Linked DNA regions of Mus musculus: region 2 is linked to region 1. The links are chromatin contacts, called in public Hi-C maps. All regions are on one chromosome and are shown on one strand. Each heading gives the region's core, a stretch centred on a gene start, on an enhancer-like site or on the middle of the called end of the contact. The rest is flanking DNA. Distances are from core to core; before and after follow the strand shown.

Region 1 (6,366 bases), core at 308-2,807:
AGGTAGATCTATTTCTAATTTTTTGAGAAACCTCCAGATTGATTTCCAGAGTGATTGTACCAGTTTGCAATTCCACCAGCAATGGAGGAGTGTTCCTCTTTCTCCATATTCTCTCTAACATGTATTGTCACCTGAGGTTTTGATCTTAGCCATTTTGATTGGTGTAAAGTAGAATCTCAGGGTTGTTTTGATTTTCATTTCTCTTATCACTAAGGATTTTGAACATTTCTTTATGTGCTTCTCAGCCATTTGAGATTCCTCTGTTGTGATTAATTCAAATTAGTAGCTTCCCTTTATACAAATGATAAACAGGTTGAGAAAGAAATTAAATCACACGATTATCTCATTAGATGCAGAAAAGGCATTTGACAAAATACAACACCACTTCATGTTAAAAGTAATGGGGAGATCAGGAATTCAAGGCCAATGCCTAGACATAATAAAAGGAATATACAGCAAACCAACAGCCAATATCAAATTAAGTGGAGAAATACCTGAAGCAATTCCACTAAAATCAGGGACAAAATAAAGATGCCCACTCTCCCTGAATCTATTCAATATAGTACTCTAAGTGCTAGCTAGAACAAAAAGAGATCAAAAGGATACAAATTGGCAAAGAAGAAATAAAGTTATCACTATTTGCAGATGATATAGTATACATAAGCAACCCCAAAAACTCTATCAGAAAACTTCTCCAGCTAATGAACAACTTCAGCAAAGTGGTCAGATATAAAATTAACTCAAATAAATCAATAGCTTTCCTTTATACAAATGATAAACAGGTTGAGAAAGAAATTAGGGAAACTACTCCCTTCACAATAGCCACAAATAATATAAAATATCTTGGTGTAACTCTAACCAAACAAGTGAAAGATCTGCATGACAATAATTTCGAGTCTCTCAAGAAAAAAATGGAAGCTCTCAGAAAATGGAGAGATCTCCCATGTTCATGGATAGGCAAAGTATATAGAGAAAATTTCTTTTGAGTGTATCACACATTTTGACCATAACTCAACACATTCCAGTGTGTGTGTGTGTGTGTGTGTGTCTGTGTGTGTGTGTGTGTGTATGTGTGTGTGTGTGCACACTTTACATTCTTGAAGGTATTTATCCATTGTATATTTGATCTGATTTGGGCTAGACTGTGGTCTTTTAGGAGGGAAAGACAAGATGATATTTTGTCTAATACCTCACAGGTCAATACAAAATCATCAGTGAGTGAGTCTGTATCACATAATTGAAAGTATACTTTAACATTCTAATTAAAATGCTTAAAAATATTTAAGTAAAATAGTCAATATCAATCTCTCACAAACCTATTGTGAGCCGGCCAGCAGCTCACAAGGACAGGGTACACCTGAGTGGCAGGGCAGAGCTGAAAGAGAGGGGAATTAGGCAGTCGAGAGAAAAATGGAGCTAAGTCATTTTTTCCTGATCAAAGCTCAAATGTTTAATGGCAAATGCGCTTATAAAGGGGGGTGGGGGGCATTCCTACCAATTCATCCTTGGAGCCTGGAACCAGTTGCAGGTGGTGCAGGATTGCAGGACAGGGCGTAGTCTCCAGAATAGCTCAATTGCCTCCCAGCAGGTAGCAGTATCTTGAAGAGGAACAGCAGCAGTGGCTGAACAATAGAGTGATCTAGGGAGGAAGGCTCCACCCTAGGTAATCTCCTTAGTGGCAGCAAGGTCAAGGTCTGGCTCAGCCTGCTTCAGGCTGGGGGGAGGTTACACAAACCTTTAAATTAATCTAATATTTTGGTAAGTAGAGAATTATCAGCCACTGTCAGTCATTTCACAAAGATATGAAAATGTATTTTTCCAGACATTAAAACATAATGCAAACATTTAATAAGGAAACATATCTTGGAAGTTCAAAGAAAGATATTCAGAAAACAGTGTAGAACAATCATAAATTCCCTACATCATAATCTATCCACTAATGAATGTTTATTCAACTGCTACAGTTTCATGGTGGTACGTTTATGTATGAGGCTTTCTCTAATTCATAAATTTACATCCTCACAAGAGAAGTCATTCATAGCTAGAAAAAAGAAAAGTATTTTATTAAGTATTGTTAGAAGCCTTATTATTCAGGCAAACTACCAAAGTTTAGATAGAATCTCATATAATATAGTAAAATTCAATGCTATATTGATATTTAATCTATTTTTATTATGAAGTAACAAAATAAAATATAAATAAAGGTCTCAAAATATATTTGGATTCGAAAAATGTACCTAAGAGTAAAGTGATATTTCAGAACTTTAAAAACATCAATTGATTTGGGACCAGAAGTTTTGATATTTTTATTAGTTTCTGAAAGTTATAAACAAGACATGAAAAATTAATTCCCTTAAATGCTAACATAATCTATAACAATTCATGCATATTGATATATTAAAATATAAGCACATTAAATTAATGTTCTTCTATTAGAAGCAACAGACAGAAATTATAATTAACTTATTTTCATAGGTACTCATCATAGACACACTTGAGAGTGTGATGAACACGTAAGATTTCTGGAAAATGATATATATGACTTATATAATAGAGTGATGTACAGTCTACCATTTTTAGTCAAAACCTTGAAATGCAGTTTCATTATCCAGATATATATAGCATAATTCTCTACAGAAATGTTCCAGACTGCTTAAGTGGACTTCACAATGACCATATAAACTATTCTTGAAACAGGGCACCCAAGTGTCACACACATCACTTTCTTTAATAACAAGGACTTTAGAAACACTAGCTCTTGTTTTACTTAAACAATGGATGTTGCTCCTTTTTGTGAGGCCAAAACACTCAGGGCGAAGGGTCACAAAGGAGTCCAGTTCTTTAGAATGACACTTGCAAAAGTGAAGCTATGAACTATGCAGAGTTTTTTAAGGATGTATTTCCCAGAAATCTTAAAGCTACAATGAACAATATAGCCTTTTTATGGACCATATTAGTAGAGAAAATATTCTCCTTAAAATGGTGGGGCTTTGCTGCTTGCTCCTTTCCGCAATGGTTCTGGGCACTCATTTATTGACTAGGAGAGCAGAAGCTGTGTCTGAGGATATGCATTTCAGAATAAAGCTCTCTTATGCCTCTTTACGCTAAGCAGCAACCATTAGCAATGGTTTCCCTAATAGGTAGCCCTACTTCTCTCCCTCGAACTTTGTCTTTCTATTACTCTTTCTGATAGGGAATCTTCTTCCCTTGATTGCTGCTTTCTGTAGCCAGAGGGTCCTGTGTATCCTCTCTCTCCTTACATTGTACATCCAGCTGGGCAAAGTTTATTCTGTTTTATGTACCATAATCTGTCATGGCTGATTTTGTTATAACAAGATCTGAGCAGATGGGGAATGGTTTGCTCAAGAATTACTTGCAATATGAGTGACCTATAGAAAAAATTGGAAGCTGGAATGCAATCCCTGCAATAAAATCCCATACTCGTTATCCTCCCCACAGGATGCTCATGTATCTCGCCCCCACATGAAGGCGATAATGACGAATCCCTGGACCTATAAAGGAGGCCAGGCCTCTGGTAAATAGCACACATCCACAAACAAAGGGATAAGATAGCAGTAGAGAAAGGCTCTAACAATTCCTTGCTGTAACTTGTCTGATATTTTTTCTCTATTAAATGACATGTACATGAAAGACACAAACATTCTCAGTTAACAATGGAACAGAAATGTTGTAAATAAGGTAATTTCCTTACTACTGGAAAACCTCCAGAATTAGACAGATTCCCATCAGCATTTAATAAACTTTTTTTAACACCTACTGAGTCCAATTTCATAGTTCTTCAAAGTCCTTGCTAAGCATAACAGAGAAGATAATCAGAAATCCATATGGACAATATGCTGTCTAAAGAGAGATTTTTTTTTTTTTTTTTAGAGTTCAGGCAATGAGGGAACCATTAATCTACTAATACAAATGCCCATATTTATGTTGGTTTTCAAAAAGGGAAAATACAGTAACAAAGCCATCGTAATTTGTTAATGCCTCTACCCCAAACCACCATATAAGTAAAATAAAAGTCTATGTCTGCAAAAGTCCTCTGTGTTTCTGCTCTACAGAAACTGCTCAGATAGATAGATATTCTCTTAAGCACTTTCTGCATTTAAAAATTTGCAACATTCACTATATGATCATTGAGCAATATCTATGAGCCAATAACGTATGAAGATAACCATAGCCCTCTCAGCAAAGGCCACACCGATCTGCTTATTAAGAAATAAATCACACTATTGCTATTACATATTCTGTGCAAGATCCAAAATCACACAACTGAAGAAAAATAAGTAAAATCAAGCAAATGAAAATTTCATTTCCAAAATGACGTTCTTTGATAGGCATCTTCTTTTAGCATGTCCTAGTCCATTTAATATGCCTACTCGCATCTTAGTTTTCCCTGTTTTTCAACCATTGCTGATGTCTTTACTACGTATCAAAACTAGGAATTTAAGTAATTTGCATTTGTCCTTAACTGTAGTGGGAATATTAAAAGGAAAAAAAAAAAAAAAAAAAAGACCAACAGGCCTCCCAGTCTACTGCTGGCAACTAGCAGGCCACGTGGCTCTGGCCACGTTGACTCATTGGTCTCTGGCAGGGCTGGAGCTCCTGCCTTCCCTTCTCTACCATGCCAGTCTCACTCAAGGACCGTCTACCTAGCAGTCATCTGCCACGTATCAACCCAGTAGAATCAAAACCCTAGAAGATTGTAATTAACCAGTCAGATTTATATATCAATAAATTCTCAATTTATAAGATGTCAATACAATAATTTCAGAACCAATTGATAATGATAAAAGCTTTATCCCAATTATTCTAACCTTATGACATAATAAGCTCCTGAGTCTGGTAAAAGCAATGCTGGTTCATGTCTGCCTCCATCTTGGCCTGCTTTTTTCTCCCTGAAAGGCTCTTTGTCTCTGCAACTCTTAGCTCTGCCTGCCTTTCCCTGTCCAATCACACACCTCCTGCTGCCCTAATTAACCAGCTTATATTTTGTTAAACTATGGCTAAGTTGTTCTTTTCTACTTTTAGTGAAATAGCTTCTGTTGTTTAAATAAAGGTAAAGGTCCCTGATTTGACTCTTTCATAGTTAATACTAAATAACAGGAAATGAATAAGTGCTAATTTCCATGGATATTTCTTCATGTGATGGGACTTGTGTTCATGGGTGTGGAGAAACAAATTTCTGCAGGTGTTCATTCAGTCATATACACGTGTAAGCAGAGGTCAGAAGTCAGTTTTAGGTATTATTCCCCTAGAGGCATCTTCCTTGCAGTGTTTTGTTTGTTTGGTTTCTTATTCTCTGAGATTATTCATCTAACTAGATAATCAGAAAAAAATTATATATATATATATATATAAAATCAGATAAAACAACATAAGGGGGAAATGTCAGTCTCCTTTCCATGAGATGCATAAGTGTGTGTTGTTGACACTTTCCTTATCCCTAACTTCTTTATAGAACCCAAAACAAGAAAATTATCTCTAGAGTATCTTTTACTACATGGATCCAGTTGAGCCTATTTCACACTCAGAACTGTGAAGTATGAAAAGCAATAGGGACATGGAGAACATTCTTTGTATGTAACACATCAGAGGCAGGCTTTCTGACTGGGATTGGTACCTACAGATTAGGGTGGTCTGGCTGGCCAGTGAGCCATGAGAATATGTTTTCAACTCCCTCATGCCCAGCCCCTGCCACTGGGCTATAAGTGTATACCACTATACCCAGGTTTTATTTTGTTTTGTAGGATGGAGCTTTTTGGGGGTGGGCAGGGAGGATATAATGTATATATTTTCGTATTCTCGTTAATAAATCAAATTATAATTCTATGTTAGGAAAGCCTTATAAAAGTCTACGCTGACAAATTGTAAAATCGTGTAGAAGAAAAATGAGTTAAATTGAGGTAAAAAATTGAGTTTTACCTCAATGTGTTGAGTTCTTCCTCTTGTTAGAGGCCCTGCAGCTTATCTTGGAGAAAACAAACACTTGTCAGAATCTGCTTTGAGAATGACTTATCATAGCCCTTTCATGAAAGGCCATACTAGGGGTTCTGCTTACTAAGAAAGAAATCCCATTATTTCTACTTACAAATGTCTGTGCAAAGTGTGTATACTCTTACTAGCTGCAGAACATTTAAATGCAGGCTGTATGGGCCTACAGCCTCTGTTCCTGTTGATATGCTTACTATGATGAAAATTCTTTTTGGTATGCATGGAATTCAAAGGCCACCTTCAGATGGTCAACTGTTACCTGGTCTATAAAAGATGCAAATAAAAATAATACAGGGTTTTGCTTGTCTTGCCTAAAGCATTAGCTTGTGTACCAGGCCATGCATGAGTAAAGATTCTCCT
Region 2 (6,420 bases), core at 3,649-6,148, 940 kb before region 1:
AAAATGTTACAATAAAAATGCCATAGAATGAATGAAGGGGGCTGTGGAGTCCCATGCTCCTAACGTTTAACCAGAGGAGGACCTTTGGATAGGCCAATCTCTGTGGCTACCAATTTCCTTTCCTTTAAAATTAGAACAAGGCTTTCTCTGTCTAGTGTGAAAATTATGACAATAGAAATGATGGAGATTTCAAGAGAGCACACTGTTCTCTCAATGATGGGTACTGCTTCATCACTTGGTGATACAGAGAACAAGAAAACAAACTCTGATTGCACCCTCTGGACAGCAACACCAAGGAAAGAGAATCCACATCTGAATTCGCCAAAGGAGCACACATGTGCTCAAGGGCAACACAAGTGTTAACTGGGCAATGCCAGACTCAGGGGCTGTTCGATTTTTAGACAATGAAAAACAATGATAAAACAAGTTAGAAAATGTTGGTACTGAACCTGCAAGGGTAGCCAGAAAGAACATGTGATTGAGAGAAGCTACTGTCCTCGGACCCACAGAGTTTGATTAGATGAAGATTCCTGGACTGACTTAAGCAAATGTCCCCCCTGGGAACCAACTTCCTAGTACCTGTTTCTTAGGGTGTCTAATATATAAATGTAAAGACTTTCACTGATGTCACCTGCTTTCCTCAAGCCTCCTGTGTTTGCAAATGGCCCAGTTAAGACCATTGAAATGTAAAACGGCAAAAGGCAGAAAAACTTCCAGGGCCTCCTGCTGCAGAAGAGAAAAGGTATGGAGAGCTATTACCATGCTGGAACTTTCCTGCTGTAGGAAGGAGATGAAAAAATGTATTCACCATGGGCTCCAACTGTCTGAGAACAAAGTCTCTGGTCTGGCTGATGCATGAAGCTTTCTGAAAAGGTCGTGTCCTGGAGGCATCCAGCACTAGGGGATGAAGCCACTGAGGGTTACCTTATTTAGGCCTAATGCTCAGGCTGGATCTGGGAACACAATGTCTCCTTGGGAGGTTGGAGGAGTGGGAGGGTAATGCTGAGTGGCTAAGAATCTCTTAGACCTCTGTGCACCAGGAAACCTAGGGTACTTTTGGACTTTTGCAAGCTACAGAATTGGATGCTGAATAGTAAGCAAGCAGAGAAATGGGCTGGATATTCATAAGTGATGGAATTTTGGGCCACACTTGCTCCTGGGGTGGGGGTCACTTGAGAACATTTAGAGGTCATATACTGGAAGTGGAAACTTCCATCAGATCATATATTAGGGTAAAGTCTTAGCAAAAAATGCTAATGAGTTCATGAGATCCATCCTGATGTTGGCTGGAGACATTCTTCTCTGTTATATTTAATAGAAAGCTAAAGATTGCTTGTCCACCATGAGCGTATCTTGCAAAGAACAAGGAGATAAATATAGATAACTTTGACTCTGTTTCCACAGGTTACAAGTTAAATCCAAACCAGATATGGTGGCACAAATCTTTAATCCTAGTGTTCAGGAGGCAGAGACAAGCAGATCTTTGTGAGTTAGAGGCCAGCCTGGTCTACATTGAGAATTCCAGCCCATTTGGGGCTTCATGGGCTCTGTTTCAAAATGATAATATTAAATTAACAACTTAAATCCAGAATCCTCATGGTTGGTAAATAAATACAGAGCTCTTATTGGTATTTTCATATTGGTGGGATTTGAACCCCTTGTTTGATAAAGAGCTACTACTGCTGTATCTGGCAGCATGTGATACTTAGCAAGTTTAGAGTTTTAGGTACTTTGGTGACAATGAAGAGACTATAACGGAAGAAATGGACCTCTGCCAAGAAGGATTGCCAATGTACATGTTAAATATGCTAGTACATGTCTATCACAAATGAGAGAACTAGAGGACAGTGAATAAAGGGAGTTTGCAAAATTGCCTTGGGATGGCAACTCCTTTTAGCATTGTCCCTCTTCCACCTCTGACATGCTGATGCTTACTGACTCAATGCATAAATCTTCAAATTGATCCTAGACAACTCTATCTCTCTCAGTAGCCATAGCTCATTAGTCATAAAACCCTATTAGTTCATAGCTCAAGAAAGTTTGTCAGTGTCTACAGATAAATTACTTGAAATAATAAGAGTGAAAGTAGAATTAACACTGAGACCAGCATGCAAAAGCCCCTAGATTTTGATATCCACAAAAGAGAAAGGCTAAAAAACCCGCAGCTTTGTAATATTGATCTTGATAGTTCATAGCATCTTCTGTACTGTTCTTCTTATGTGCGGTGCATGCTGCATGCACTTCTTCATTTTTCTGCTACTCCCAGTGTGTGTGTTAGCTTGCTAACAGGAGAGAAAGTAGGAAAGGGTAAGAATGCCTTAATGGTATTCTCCTCATGGAACAGGCATGGAATTCCCCGTTAATTAATTGTAGCATATATGCATTGGCTTTGTCATTAATAACATTATAGAAAACTTTAATTTTATAGAGTTCTTATTTTTAACAGCAATAAAAATGTGTTATTTAGGAAAAAAATCTAAAAGGAGGTAGAGTACACCTTTACATAGAAAGTATTAAGCCTCATTAGACAATCTTTAAAATGACCTACATAAATGAAGAAGATATATCATACTCAAAGACAGTTTTCATATTTCAAAGATATCAAATCTCCCTGAATTTACCCATAGTCCCAAAGCTGTTTCAATAAAAATCCCACAAAATTTTTATGCAATGTTACAAGGTCAATCCAAAGTTTATGTGAAAGAGCAAAAAGCACAGAATAGTCAAGGCATTCCCGAAGAATAATTTGGGGGCTTTTGCTCTTGATATTAATATTAAAGCATCATAAATTTGTAATACTGCTATTCAATGGAAACATAATGAGAGGGGTCTAAGCCTATAGCTCAGTGGTAGAGCATTCACCTGACGGTAGGAATCCCATGTGTGTTGACACCCAGCACGGCCCCAAGCAAAACAGACAGGAACAAAAAGAAGAAGAGAAAGAGGGAAGAAAGCAGATTCAGCAATGGCCCAAAACCTAGCACCATGGCTCTGGCCAACCCTCCAAAGATGCACACAGAAATCCAGTAAGAGTTACAGAAGCAATTTAAACTTTAAAGTCACATTTTAAAAGTGATAGGAATTTTAATGATAATATTTGGTTCACTATATATCTAAATACTATTTCTACATGTAAGCAGCATAACAGTAGGAAGGAATATTTCAGTGCCTTCACAGCAAGTTCTCCAAAATCAGCAGTCCAAACTTACATCTCTTGTAGAAGAGTCACATTATCTATTAGTTAGTGCTGATTAATCAATGTGCGTGCATTATATTACTGTTACTGTAAAGTAAACTGTGAGAGAGTGTGATCAGGGATTGAGTTACTGGTCATGAAACACAAGAAAAACCCTAAAGACTGATGGGTATATGAGGACCCCATGTGTGGAAGGGGAGGAATTGTTGTTTAGAGGATAATGTTCTTGCAATTTATACAGAATTCAATTTTGTTCTTGACATAAAGACTTAGGTATGAAAAGCAAATCTTTAAACCTCGAAAAGAAAGTACATAAGATAGAGAGATTGAATATCCTTATGACCTTTAAGGAGTAGCTTCCTAAAAAATAAAAGCATTAATTACGGAGGGAGATACTTTGAGATTTGAATGTATTGAATTTAAGAAGAAATGATTATTAAGTGATCCTATAAAGCAAGTAAAAACACAAGCCCAGTATGAGAATTTATTTGCAGCACTTAATCCTGAAAAGCATTATAATTCAAAATAACCAAATAACTCCTAAAAGTCAATAATGAAAACCTATAAAACCCAATAGAAAAATAATCATTTCAGAGAACATAAAACACCGAAGAAAATAAAAGTGTAAAATGTTTCTAAGCCTCATTAGTGATCAGGGAGACACAATTTAAGCATAGAAAAAGGCAATGTAAGATCCAACAGGTGGTCGAGACTCAGGAAGATTACTGTTCATAGGGAAGTATGGGCTCTCCTCGTGCTCCTTGAGAAAGACTACGTGATACATGGAAGACAATTTGACCTTGTCTTTTAAATAAATTATGCACATGTTGATGAACTTGTATTGCGTCCTGTATTATGTACGAAGGACACACTTAGGGAAGAATGTTCCTAACACACTAAGGTAGAAATGACACTAATGTTTATTGGTGTCGAAAACGAATGAATAGATGATGTGCTGTTTGTTTTTTGGAATGCTTATGTCAGGGGAAATAGATGTTTATTGGTCTACTAATGTGGACATGTATAATTTTAATGAAATATAATCAAATTTAGAAGTAACGGAAAAGTTGTGTGAGACAAATAGGATGCCATGATTTTTGTAATCTAGAACCTTTCCTGAAAGATATTTACATATTTTAAAGTTTACCTTTTCAAAGGCTCTATGTGTAACTTGGTACCCTTTAGTAAGTCTACAGCATTGTGTAGCCATAACTTCAGGGGCAGGAGAGATGGCTCAGCAGTTAAGAGCATTTGTTGCTCTTGAAGAGGTCTGGGTTTCTTTACCTGCATACACGAGGTATCTAAGAGCCATCAGTGAATGTAGTTGTGAGCGTCTATCACCATCTTCTGACTGCTTTAGCTACTGTATAAATGTGCTACACAAGCATATATGTAGACACAGCACCCATACACCAATAACAATAAAAAGAAACAACAACAATACTACTACTACTAATAATAATAAACATTTAGATATTTCATTATACTTGTGTTGTCTGGCTGAATCCATGGAGGGAATTATCCCAACATGACAATAATTCCTCCCAGGGACTGCCCCAAATTACTCTGTGAGAGAATTGGCTGAGGCTTTTGAGAATGCAGCACTATATAGAAGCTGGTAACTTGAAAGCACTAAGGATATCTCTGTCCTTGGGGCAGACAGAAAGGACAGGAAACCACACCCAGGGATTGTTGCAAAGACAACTGAACAACAATAGGAACTAATCAGTACCTCAGACCTCCCAGGGATGAAACTACCACCAAAGAGTACACATGGAGGGACCCATGGATCTAGATGCATATGTAGCAGAAGATGGCCTAGCTGAACATCAATGGGAGGAGAGGCCCTTGGTAGGGTGAAGGCTCTATACACCAGTGTGGGGGAATGCCAGGGCCAGGAAGCAGCAGTGGGTGGTCTGGTGAGCAGGGGGAGGAGGGAGAGGGGGAGAGTGTTTTTCAGAAGGGAAATGGCACGGTAACATTGAAATGTAAATACAGAAAATATCCAATTTAAAAAAAGGAGAAAAAAAAACAGAATGTGGCTCAGGGATTAGGCTGTCTTGTATGTGCTTAGCAGCATAGTTGACCTTTTCCATGCTTTAGAAACGACCTAAACATGTTTCCAATTCTTCTGATTCTCAACTGGGACATAGAAAGCAGAGAAAACAACCTCTGAAAAATATCCAGTTATCTGCCACTTCCTTTCCCCATTATCAGACCATTTTATTTTGTCTTTATGGGTTTGCTTATTCTGTATAGCATAATAATTGGGGATAAGACAGCACACAGCTTTTTGAGTTCATATTTTCCACTTTAGTATAGTTTCTATGACTCATACATGCTATAGGAAGTACAGATACTAGCCCTTTCTATTGTTGAATAGCATTGCTTTGCAAGTACTGGCTGGGATTGTTTATTTGGTTAGTGGATAGGAATTGGGGTTCCTTACAACATGACTTCAAAGGCATGAGATAACAGAAACTTCTCCATCACCCTTTATTTACTTTCCATTCTTTACCAACTAAGATCCCATCCTTAATGTAGCCCTCAAAAAGAGCTCTAGGAAGTACATACACATTACTATTTAAATATTTTTTATTATCACCCCTATTTTAATAAGAATATAAAATTGTGGGGCAGTGGGCTGCTCACAGACAGCCTGGTCTCCAGTAGGTCTTGAACCCTGGACCCCGGTGAGCGGAGATTTCCATCTTGGGCACCTGGCTCCTGTCACACATCAATCTTGTGGTAGCTGCACCAAGCCCTCCCACATGCAAATAAGGTTTCCCCAAACTCTCAGTCCAAGCCAATGAGAAGTGCCTGCTGTCAAACCCTCAATCACCCCCAAAATTGTATATAAGTCCTATCCAGGGAATAAAGGTGTTCAGGAACCACTCCCTCATCCTAGAGCTGTAACACTTGGGGAGAGATCAGCTCTCCTGATGTGCTGCCTGAGGCCCTGCCGCACTCCTCACTGCCTAGTCAGCTTCTGGTCAGCCAAGCCCAAAGTGACTCAGTGCAGGGCAGCACTGCAAAGACCATGGTGGAAGCAGAGAAGACACTTCCCCTCCCTGCCCTCCTTTGCTTCCCTTCGCTGGAGCCTTGGCACCAGGACTGGCCAGAGATCTCCATGGAAAACCTCTAGTACCCAGGCCCACATAAAATAGTAAGCAAGCAATTAGTGTTGTGTTTCTGATATGGTTTATGCTATATATAAACTTGGC

What was found. A called contact is a pair of places that touch in the nucleus more often than the background predicts.
Region 2: a Hi-C map of embryonic stem cells shows a contact between it and region 1, with 5 times the contacts expected there. The contact joins two enhancer-like sites. A contact is called at or near these places in 1 of 484 Hi-C or Micro-C datasets (embryonic stem cells) and 1 of 9 other capture datasets (embryonic stem cells).

The regions. Positions count from the first base shown.
Region 1 is chr12:6,590,867-6,597,232 of GRCm38.p6, reverse strand. No RefSeq gene overlaps it. Among named protein-coding and RNA genes, the nearest start is that of Gm51970, 130 kb to the right of the region's middle. Within about 2 kb of position 1,557, at least 5 of the 459 cell types and tissues checked have an H3K27ac peak or open chromatin away from gene starts, as enhancers often do. A contact at or near this core is called in embryonic stem cells, where this site is marked.
Region 2 is chr12:7,536,094-7,542,513 of GRCm38.p6, reverse strand. The region is part of intron 3 of Gm32828 (a long non-coding RNA gene); the gene reads left to right. Among named protein-coding and RNA genes, the nearest start is that of 1700101O22Rik, 160 kb to the right of the region's middle. Within about 2 kb of position 4,898, at least 4 of the 459 cell types and tissues checked have an H3K27ac peak or open chromatin away from gene starts, as enhancers often do. A contact at or near this core is called in embryonic stem cells, where this site is marked.